2 separate regions of the Ovis aries genome follow, and region 2 is linked to region 1. A link is a contact called in public Hi-C data. All regions are on one chromosome and are shown on one strand. Each heading gives the region's core, a stretch centred on a gene start, on an enhancer-like site or on the middle of the called end of the contact. The rest is flanking DNA. Distances are from core to core; before and after follow the strand shown. Region 1 overlaps KCNIP1 (potassium voltage-gated channel interacting protein 1). Region 2 holds the start of GABRP (gamma-aminobutyric acid type A receptor subunit pi).

What was found. Hi-C and Micro-C count contacts between places; a contact is called where the count stands out from the background.
Region 2: a Hi-C map of hypothalamus shows a contact between it and region 1, with 5 times the contacts expected there. The contact joins the promoter of GABRP here to the enhancer-like site in region 1. A contact is called at or near these places in 2 of 16 Hi-C or Micro-C datasets (hypothalamus and mixed tissues).

The regions. Positions count from the first base shown.
Region 1 is chr16:2,718,911-2,722,770 of ARS-UI_Ramb_v3.0, forward strand. All of the region lies in intron 1 of KCNIP1 (potassium voltage-gated channel interacting protein 1), which reads left to right. Among named protein-coding and RNA genes, the nearest start is that of GABRP, 170 kb to the right of the region's middle. Within about 2 kb of position 2,606, at least 4 of the 54 cell types and tissues checked have an H3K27ac peak or open chromatin away from gene starts, as enhancers often do. A contact at or near this core is called in hypothalamus, where this site is marked.
Region 2 is chr16:2,884,742-2,888,639 of ARS-UI_Ramb_v3.0, forward strand. It overlaps GABRP (gamma-aminobutyric acid type A receptor subunit pi), which reads left to right and starts at 1,326. Exons shown (of 10, transcript XR_009596702.1): 1 at 1,326-1,475.

The sequences.
Region 1 (3,860 bases), core at 1,356-3,855:
CTGATTGGTGTTGGGTCCAGATAATCACCTCTCCATGGCTCCCTCCTTCCCACACTCATACCAAATATAGGCAACTGAGAACAGCTTGCGTGCGGACAGTGCAGGGGACATCACCTTCGCAATTGGAGTCAGGTTCACAGATTGTCGGTGGCCTGCTGTGTGGCCTTGCCCAGGTGATCCCCTCTCTGAGTGTCTGTTCCCTCTTCCAGGAACAGGCAGCCCTGTGAAATCATGTCTTCAAGGCTGCCTGATCCTGAGAGAGCAGCTCCTGTCTGGAGCACGCCGGGAGGCAGCTTCCTCATCTGCCTCCTGCCCCCCAGGGCATCTCTGAGGGTGGAGGCGAGCCTCGCTGAGCGTGGCCCCAGTAGACGTTCAGGAAGCACTGAGGGGGTCCACACACATGGCCCCCGGGGGGCGAGGAACGGCTTCAGCACTCCAGGGCAAGTCTGAGCCTTAGCGACTTGGCTCTGCTCTTCTCCATTTCAAAGACTTTCCAGAAGCAGCTGGAGATCCAAAAAAAAGCTGTCCTGGATGGAATTTATCTAAGAAAAAAAACCTACAGATTTACCTGCCTGCACAGAAGGAGAGCAGTCTTCCCCACAGGGAGCCGCCAGGCCCCAAACTGCCGATTTACTTATTTTTCCTTCTTTATTAGGAGCCGAGGAAAAGGCTCTCTAATATTCTAGCCTGGAGAATTCCATGGACTAGTCCATGGGGTCGCAAAGAGTTGGACATGACTGAGCGCCTTTCACTTTCACTTTCAGTGGTGGCAGCGCTTCTTGCATCTCGCTCAGACTCTGGGCAGGAGCTGGGACTGCCCTTTGTGCCCAGCCCCTCCTCCAGGGCCTCTGGTTCCTCCCTTCCCCACCGTGAGGCCCTGGGGGTATTCCCGCTCAGCTGCTGACCGCCTGGTGACGGGCCAGGCCTGCCAGCTCACAGTCCTCACCAGGGAAGGGACGGCGGTGCACAGCTCACTTAGTGATGGCGAGGACGGGCCACGCAGTGCCTGCCGCCTCCCAGAGACGCCCCCAGAACAGCGGGGCTGTGCCTCCCTGGGGGCCAGGATGGTCCGGCAGCCGTCTGTGGGCACAGCCCTGCCTGCGCCAGAGGCTTTCCCTTCCTGTCCTTCTGTCCCCTGCCCATTTCTCTGCCCAGACTCATCTGGGTCTGGGGGACAAGAGAACAAGCATCTGATCAAAGTTTAAAGTAGGGACGGAAAGAAATACCCAGGGCGACAGGACAGGAAAGAGACTCAGAAAGCCTTAGAAGAGCCCTGAGATCCAACTGTGCCCAAGGCCTCCTGGATCATTCATTCTTCTTTATCATCCTCTCTTCAAATCCTATCTCTTTCAACCCAAGGAGGTCCCTTCCCAGGTTTCACCCTGCCCGTGGGGCTTCCTTGCAAGGCTTTGAAAGGCACCTGCCCATCTCTGTGTGCATGTGGCCTCCTTTGGCACAGCTTGCTAACAGCTCTGCCATCCCACCAGGAGCATCTCTGCACAGGCCCTGGGAAGTGAGGAGAAAGGACACAGCTGTGCTGTGTGAGCTTGGGCAGGCACCACCTCCTCTCTGGGCTCAGTTTACACATCCTTAATGTCAGGGACGTCGGCAGTAAGTACATGAAAGAAAATAGCCTCACCAATCAGTGTCATTTCCCCTCCTTGATTTCTGAAACGTATTAACTTCAGGATGGACCAACTTCTGACTTTGCCAGTGAGGGGAGACACTTGATGCAGTGGAAGAAGCCTGACTTTGAGCCAAAGGAGCCTGGGTTGGAGTCCTAGCTCTGTACTTATCAGCCGTGTGACCTCAGGCAGGCAACCTGGCCTCTCTGAACCCCCATTTCCACGTCCAAGTGAGTGAAAGTCGCTCAGTTGTGTCTGACTCTTTGCGGCCCCATGGTTTTGCGGCCCACCAGGTTCCTCTGTCCATTGAATTCTCCAGGCAAGGGTACTGGAGTGGGTTGCCATTCCTTTCTGCAGGGGATCTTCCCAACCCAGGGATCAAACCCAGGTCTCCTATACTGCAGGCAGATTCTTTACTATCTGAGCCACCAGGGAAGCTCTGCAAAGTCTACAGATGGGACCAGAGCTGTGGGGAGGATTTAATGCGACATCTGGAGAAAAGCACTCAGCACAGCACCTAGCACACAGGAGGCCAACCACAGGGTTGTTGGTGTAGGGAACTTGAGTCCAGACCGAACCAGGCAGAGGCCTCCAGGAGAGGCCTTCTCCTCCATGGGGAAGAATTTTGTGAATCCCCAGGTCTGAGAGGATCATTCTCATTGTGGGGTCAGGCCACTGGCCTCTCCTGGGCTGATTCTCAGCGTCTCTCATTCCTTCAAGGGCCCGTCAGCCAGGAGCTGGGGGTTGGCGTGTGGCGCCACCTGGTGTCCAAAGGGGACGACACGGGCTGAGCGGAGATCTGTGCCGCGCGGTGCCGGGAGCCGGAGCAACCTAGGGAAGGCGGGTACTCGGGTACTGGGGGGCAACACCGCGGGGAGCAGACCTGTTATTTAACACGCAGACGGCCAACAAGATAAGGAAAGTAAGGAGGCCATCCTGCTGTAAGAGCAAAGAAAGAATCAAGCAGGGAAGAAACTGGAATCTCAGCTAGAGTGATCAGCACTGCCTGTGGAGCGCAACCTGAAGCAGCTTGGGGGACGTGCTGGTCCCTGGGGGGAGGGCTTTCCTGGCAGAATAAACAGCCAGTGCCCAGCCAGGAATGTAGGGCTGGGGAGCCCAGGCGAGGGCAGAGGCACAGTGGCCAGGGAGGCGACAGGAGGACGAAGGCGTGTGGCCTGCAGGGCGGGGGCAGGGCGGTAAGGGAGCCAGCAGAGAGTGTGGAGTGGAACCCGGACAGCAGGTTAACGGCTGTGCTGCGCGTGGACTGACAGACTGGCGTGGGGCTGAGGGCTCACAGGGAGACGCGAGGAAGCACCGGAGGCTTCTGCACGGACCTCACGGGAGGCGACAGCTGTGCCCACCGTGAAGGCAGCAGTTAAGAGAGGGGCCAGATCCTGGATGTACTGTGAGTTTGGAGTCAGATTTGCTGAGAAACCAGATGTCCGGGTGAGACAGAGAAATCCAGACTGACTGCACGGAGTTTTTTGGTCTAAGCAAACGGCAGGAGCAGGTAGCGTGGCTGAGCGGTCTGAGTCGCTGGGTGAAGGCACGTGGAAGGACGGAGGCACCATTAATCCAGTGGGCAACATCCGCACTGTGGCCCATCAGAGGACGCATCAGGCGTGGGCATGTTAAGCATGAGATGCATACACCTTTTATTTTGTGTTATGTGTATATATATTTAATAAGAGAAGATTGACGTCTCGTAGTATTCCCAGACATCACTGTTAAGAACTGCAGCTTCAGGCCAGCTGTCATCAGCCACAAACCAGACTGTCAGGATACTTGTCTTGAAACCCCAGTTCTGTAGGTAATATGCCGAGTGGCCGTGGGCAGGTCCCCTTACTTCTCTGGGCTCATTCTCCCTCCATTTCTAAACGGGCTAGGAGGAATTATTGAAAGAGATGTCGCAAGACTCCCTTTAAGTTCTCAGTCTCTTTGATGTCTTAAATATCACCTCCTCAAAGACCTTCCACCACGCACCACCCCCACCCCCCACCTCTGTCGTCAGGGTCTTTGTTTGCGTCCTGGCTGGCTGTGTTTCCCACACTCTCAGCCTCAAGGCGGCAGGTATGGTTTCCACTTTGTTCCAGTTTCCGTCCCCATTCAAGACAAGGATCTGCTCAAAGATCTTTGTTCAGTTCTGAGGTGGAAGTGGGAGCGACTGAAGGATTTTGAGCAGACATTTTCCAGGCTTAAACTTATATAACTTATAAAACAATCTGACTTGGATTT
Region 2 (3,898 bases), core at 76-2,575, 160 kb after region 1:
AAAACCCCCAAACTACTTTCCATTCATTGAGAACCTGAAACTGGATCCTCCTGCATTTGTTTCCTAGCCACCGTCACGTTCCTCAGGTCAAAGTGAGTCCTGTCAAGAGAAATCAAAGAGCTTTCTTTTCAGGTACCTACTCCTTGCCAGCTAGCACAGAAATGCTTCTGATGCTGGCCAGGCTCTCGGGGCACATTAAGGAAACTGGTTTGACGCCAAAGGCATCTATGGGTCATTGCCCATGGAGGCCCCCTCTATCCTTCCTACCTCCTTTAGCTTCCTGAATTTTCATTTACTCCGTCTTCAACTGTCTCGCTCTCTCCCCACCGCCCCATCTCCCGGACAGGCAGGGACCTGGGCAGGAGCCCTGCAGTGATGTCAGGAGGGTAGGAGGTGCTGAGGGGCATCTTGCCAGCTCGCCCCTGGGCCTCTCCATCCGACTCCCTCCCCAGCCGCCAGCTCTCAGGGTGTGAGGCCAACCCTCCGGGGAATTCCTTGTGCCTTCCCACAGGAAGCCAGGATTGAGTTTCGAGGCCACTGGCTACAGTGACAAGGAGGGCACTTCAGTTTTCAGAGGACGCTGTGAAGCACTTCTGTTAGGAGGTTCAACTGGTCAGGGGAGAAGGAGGCTCCCACAGCAGTGGACTCTGTGGGGAACGGAAAATTACCTGAGTCGGGGGTAGGGACAGGAAAGTTGGAGCAGTCTGGAAATCTCTCCAGATTTGTCCCAGAGTCCTTCCGATCTCTTCCTGGGTGGGTCTGCTCAGCCTCTATCCTCTATTCTCTTGACTTCTGTGTCTCTTTTTGAAACTTCACAGAGTGGAAAGCATGAGGTGCTGGGCTCTGCAAATCTTACACACAGATAAGGCTCTCTGTTGATCCCAAAGAGGCATTTAAAATACATAACCAGGAATCATAATTTTAGAGATGGTCGAGTTCTATTTTATGGATGGGAAGTTGAGGAGTAGAGGGGTGAAGTGGCTTGCCCAAGGTCATACACACTGCAAATTCTCATTTCATCCATCATACCAAGGTAGAGGGGAGTCCCCCAAATCCAGAACCAGAGACTCATCTTCCAGACATGATGGGTGGGTGACCCATTTTATTTGACTTTCGTGGGTCTTGCATCTTAAGAATCTTCTCTGGTCCAGAAGCATGGCTGAGACACAGCTCAGAATCAAGTCCCTGGCAGCCAGCAGCTCTAGCCAGAGCTGAGAATTCCCACAGACACCTGGAACTTCCTCAGAGCCCCACCCAGGGGAGGAGCTGTGAGAGGCCTCACCCAGCCGTCTGCCGGTCTGGTCCTGCAGCTTCTTCTTTCCCGCAGAGAGAGCCACTCCATCAGAGAGTGGTTGTGTGATCCCAGGGGTCAGGGCTGACGATGGGAAGAATCTCAGGGACCCGGAAGACTATGCCCTACTTGAAAGCCCAGCCTGAAGACCTAAAGGCCCTGTACTAACAGAGGAAGGAAACTGGTAAGGAAGCTGCTGGCCCCTCTCCGTGCATGGAGCGAGAAAAGGGCAGGCGAGCCAAATCTAAGCCTGGCAGGGACCCGGGGAAGGGGGCTGGGTCTGGAATTTGTGGAGCACCTCCTTTGCACAACGCCTCACCTTTGTCTTAAAAACTTTTCCTTTTATTAATATAGTGGAGGGAACTAAACTTCAGGGAGAAGTTAAACAATCTCAGAGAAAGCGCAGAATCAAGACTAGAGCATCTTTGGTCTGATCCTGGGGCCACAGGACTTCCTCTCTGTATTGCCGCCCAGGACACACACTGGACAAGTCCAGCTTCTGTGATTTCTCAAGGTGGGCCTGTGGTGATAATGTCTCTCCTCACCTCAGCCTAATTCAGGTGCCACCCCTGCTTTCCAACAAATGGTTCTGTCTATGCAGAAGGGACCGATGACAGGGGGGCCGTGCCCATGGAGGAAGGAGGCTCACATGACAAGTTTAAGTTCACAGTATCTGTGTGATGGCAGTTCTGGGAATGGGAGTGGAAACCAGCACGTACTGGAATTACTTCTGCTTCACGGGGTTGCAGAGAGTCGGACATGGCTTAGCAACTAAACAACAGCTGCTTCTCAGAGCCCACCTAGAAAAAGGGGGCATCAGTCACGTAGGTGACCCTGAAGTCCTGTGTCTGACACTGTCCTCCCTGAGGTGATGCCAACTTGAGTGCCCTCGGAGCGACACTCTGGTCAGCTCACACCCTGGGTGTGTTAGAAAGAGCCTGAGCTTTGGATTTCTGTAGTCACGTGGAGGCACCAAGGTCCCTGTGGAAGATGGAGAAGGTAGAGGAGGATGGAAGCAAGTGTTCGCTGAGTGCTTTCCACTCCCTTTTGTTAGATGAGAAAACCAGTGCTCTGAGAGGTTAAGCCACTCAGGGGTGCCTGAATCCAAAGTTCAGGCTCTACCAGTGGAAGCTGGGTCTTGGCAGAGGTCCCCTCAGAGGAGGGTGAGAGTGCATGGACTCCTCAGGAACGGGTATGCGTGCCTGAGTGCCATGCTCCCTACAGCTGCAGGAGGCTCGCGATTCCAGCCAGAGTCTTCGAGTCTTGTGGCTGCAAGACAACCCTTTGGGCACCACCCCCTGGAGGTTCAGTGCACAGCTCTGCCAAACGCCATTCCCAGAGTCTGTATCTCAGCTGGTGGCCCAAACCTCTATTCAGGCAGGCGGGTACGTGAACCGTCACCTAAGGGTTGGTGCCTCTGCCACACGGAACGAGGGCACCAGCCGCACTTGCCACTTAGGCCGTGCTGTGGATGCGGTACTCTATCCCAGAGATGGGTTTGGTGGAACCCAGTTCAGCTCCAGGACCTGAGGCCCAAATATGGCACATAAAAGAGGGGCTTGGAAGACCTGGGTTCAAATCACAGGCACTTAATGGCCATGCAACCTCAGTCAAAACCTTTCACTGACCTGAGAGTCAGCTCTCTAAATTAACACCTACTGGGTCAGTTGGTGAGGATTAAATGAGATTAATTACCAAGAGTGGCACCTTGCAGGCATTTAGAGGGCTTTCTCCTTTTCTCCTTTCTTCCCTTATAAAATGACACATTTTCAGCACTGTAACCAGAGCAAGCAGAGTGAGATGGGATCACACATCTAAGTCTAGCCTGGGTAAAGCTTCTCAGAGCATGGACTCTTTGGAGCAGATTCAAAGGCCCAGGGCCCAGACACTCTCTCTTCCTAACTTAGGGCTGACCACAGGAAGCACATGATTCACCTGGAGTCCTGGAGCTGAAGACTGGGTGTTTCTAACTGACTTGACTGAGGGTGGTACCTTATGAGAGAAGAAAGAGTTGAGATGTATCCCAGATGAGAACGGAGCTAACTCAGGCCAGACTAGAAAGAAGTTGCCAGAGGCCATGGGCTGCAGGGAGAGACTAAGTGCAGTAAGTAGCAGGGTGTCCATGGACGAGCCTCCACATCTGTCCGCACCATCTGGAGGGCCCCGGCCTCCTTCATTCACCTGGCAAGTGCACACACATCCTTCAAGGGCCCATGACCCTCTCTGTGACTTCCATCCCAGCGCTGTGCACCGTCCCCCGTGGAGCTGGCCACGCACTTCCTTTGTGTTCCTTTGAATCCCTTTACCTCGGCCCCTGCCACAGGGCAGTCTCCGGGAACTCCGGTCTCTTTCACTGCTCACACTCCTCTCTCCCCAGCAGACCGCAGCTCTTGGGGGGGCCTCACATGAGTCTGATTCATAGGAGGATCCCGTTAAGCCTTTGGAAAGTTGAATGAAGGGATAGAAGGCATGGGAGTGCTCCCTGGACCTTATTAAACATGACGCTGGGATTAAGAGGAAGGACAAGGGTCGGGGAGATGCACTAAAGGGGGAAAGTGTGATTACAAACATTGGTGGATCGATAATGGTGATTTTATGGCTGGTATT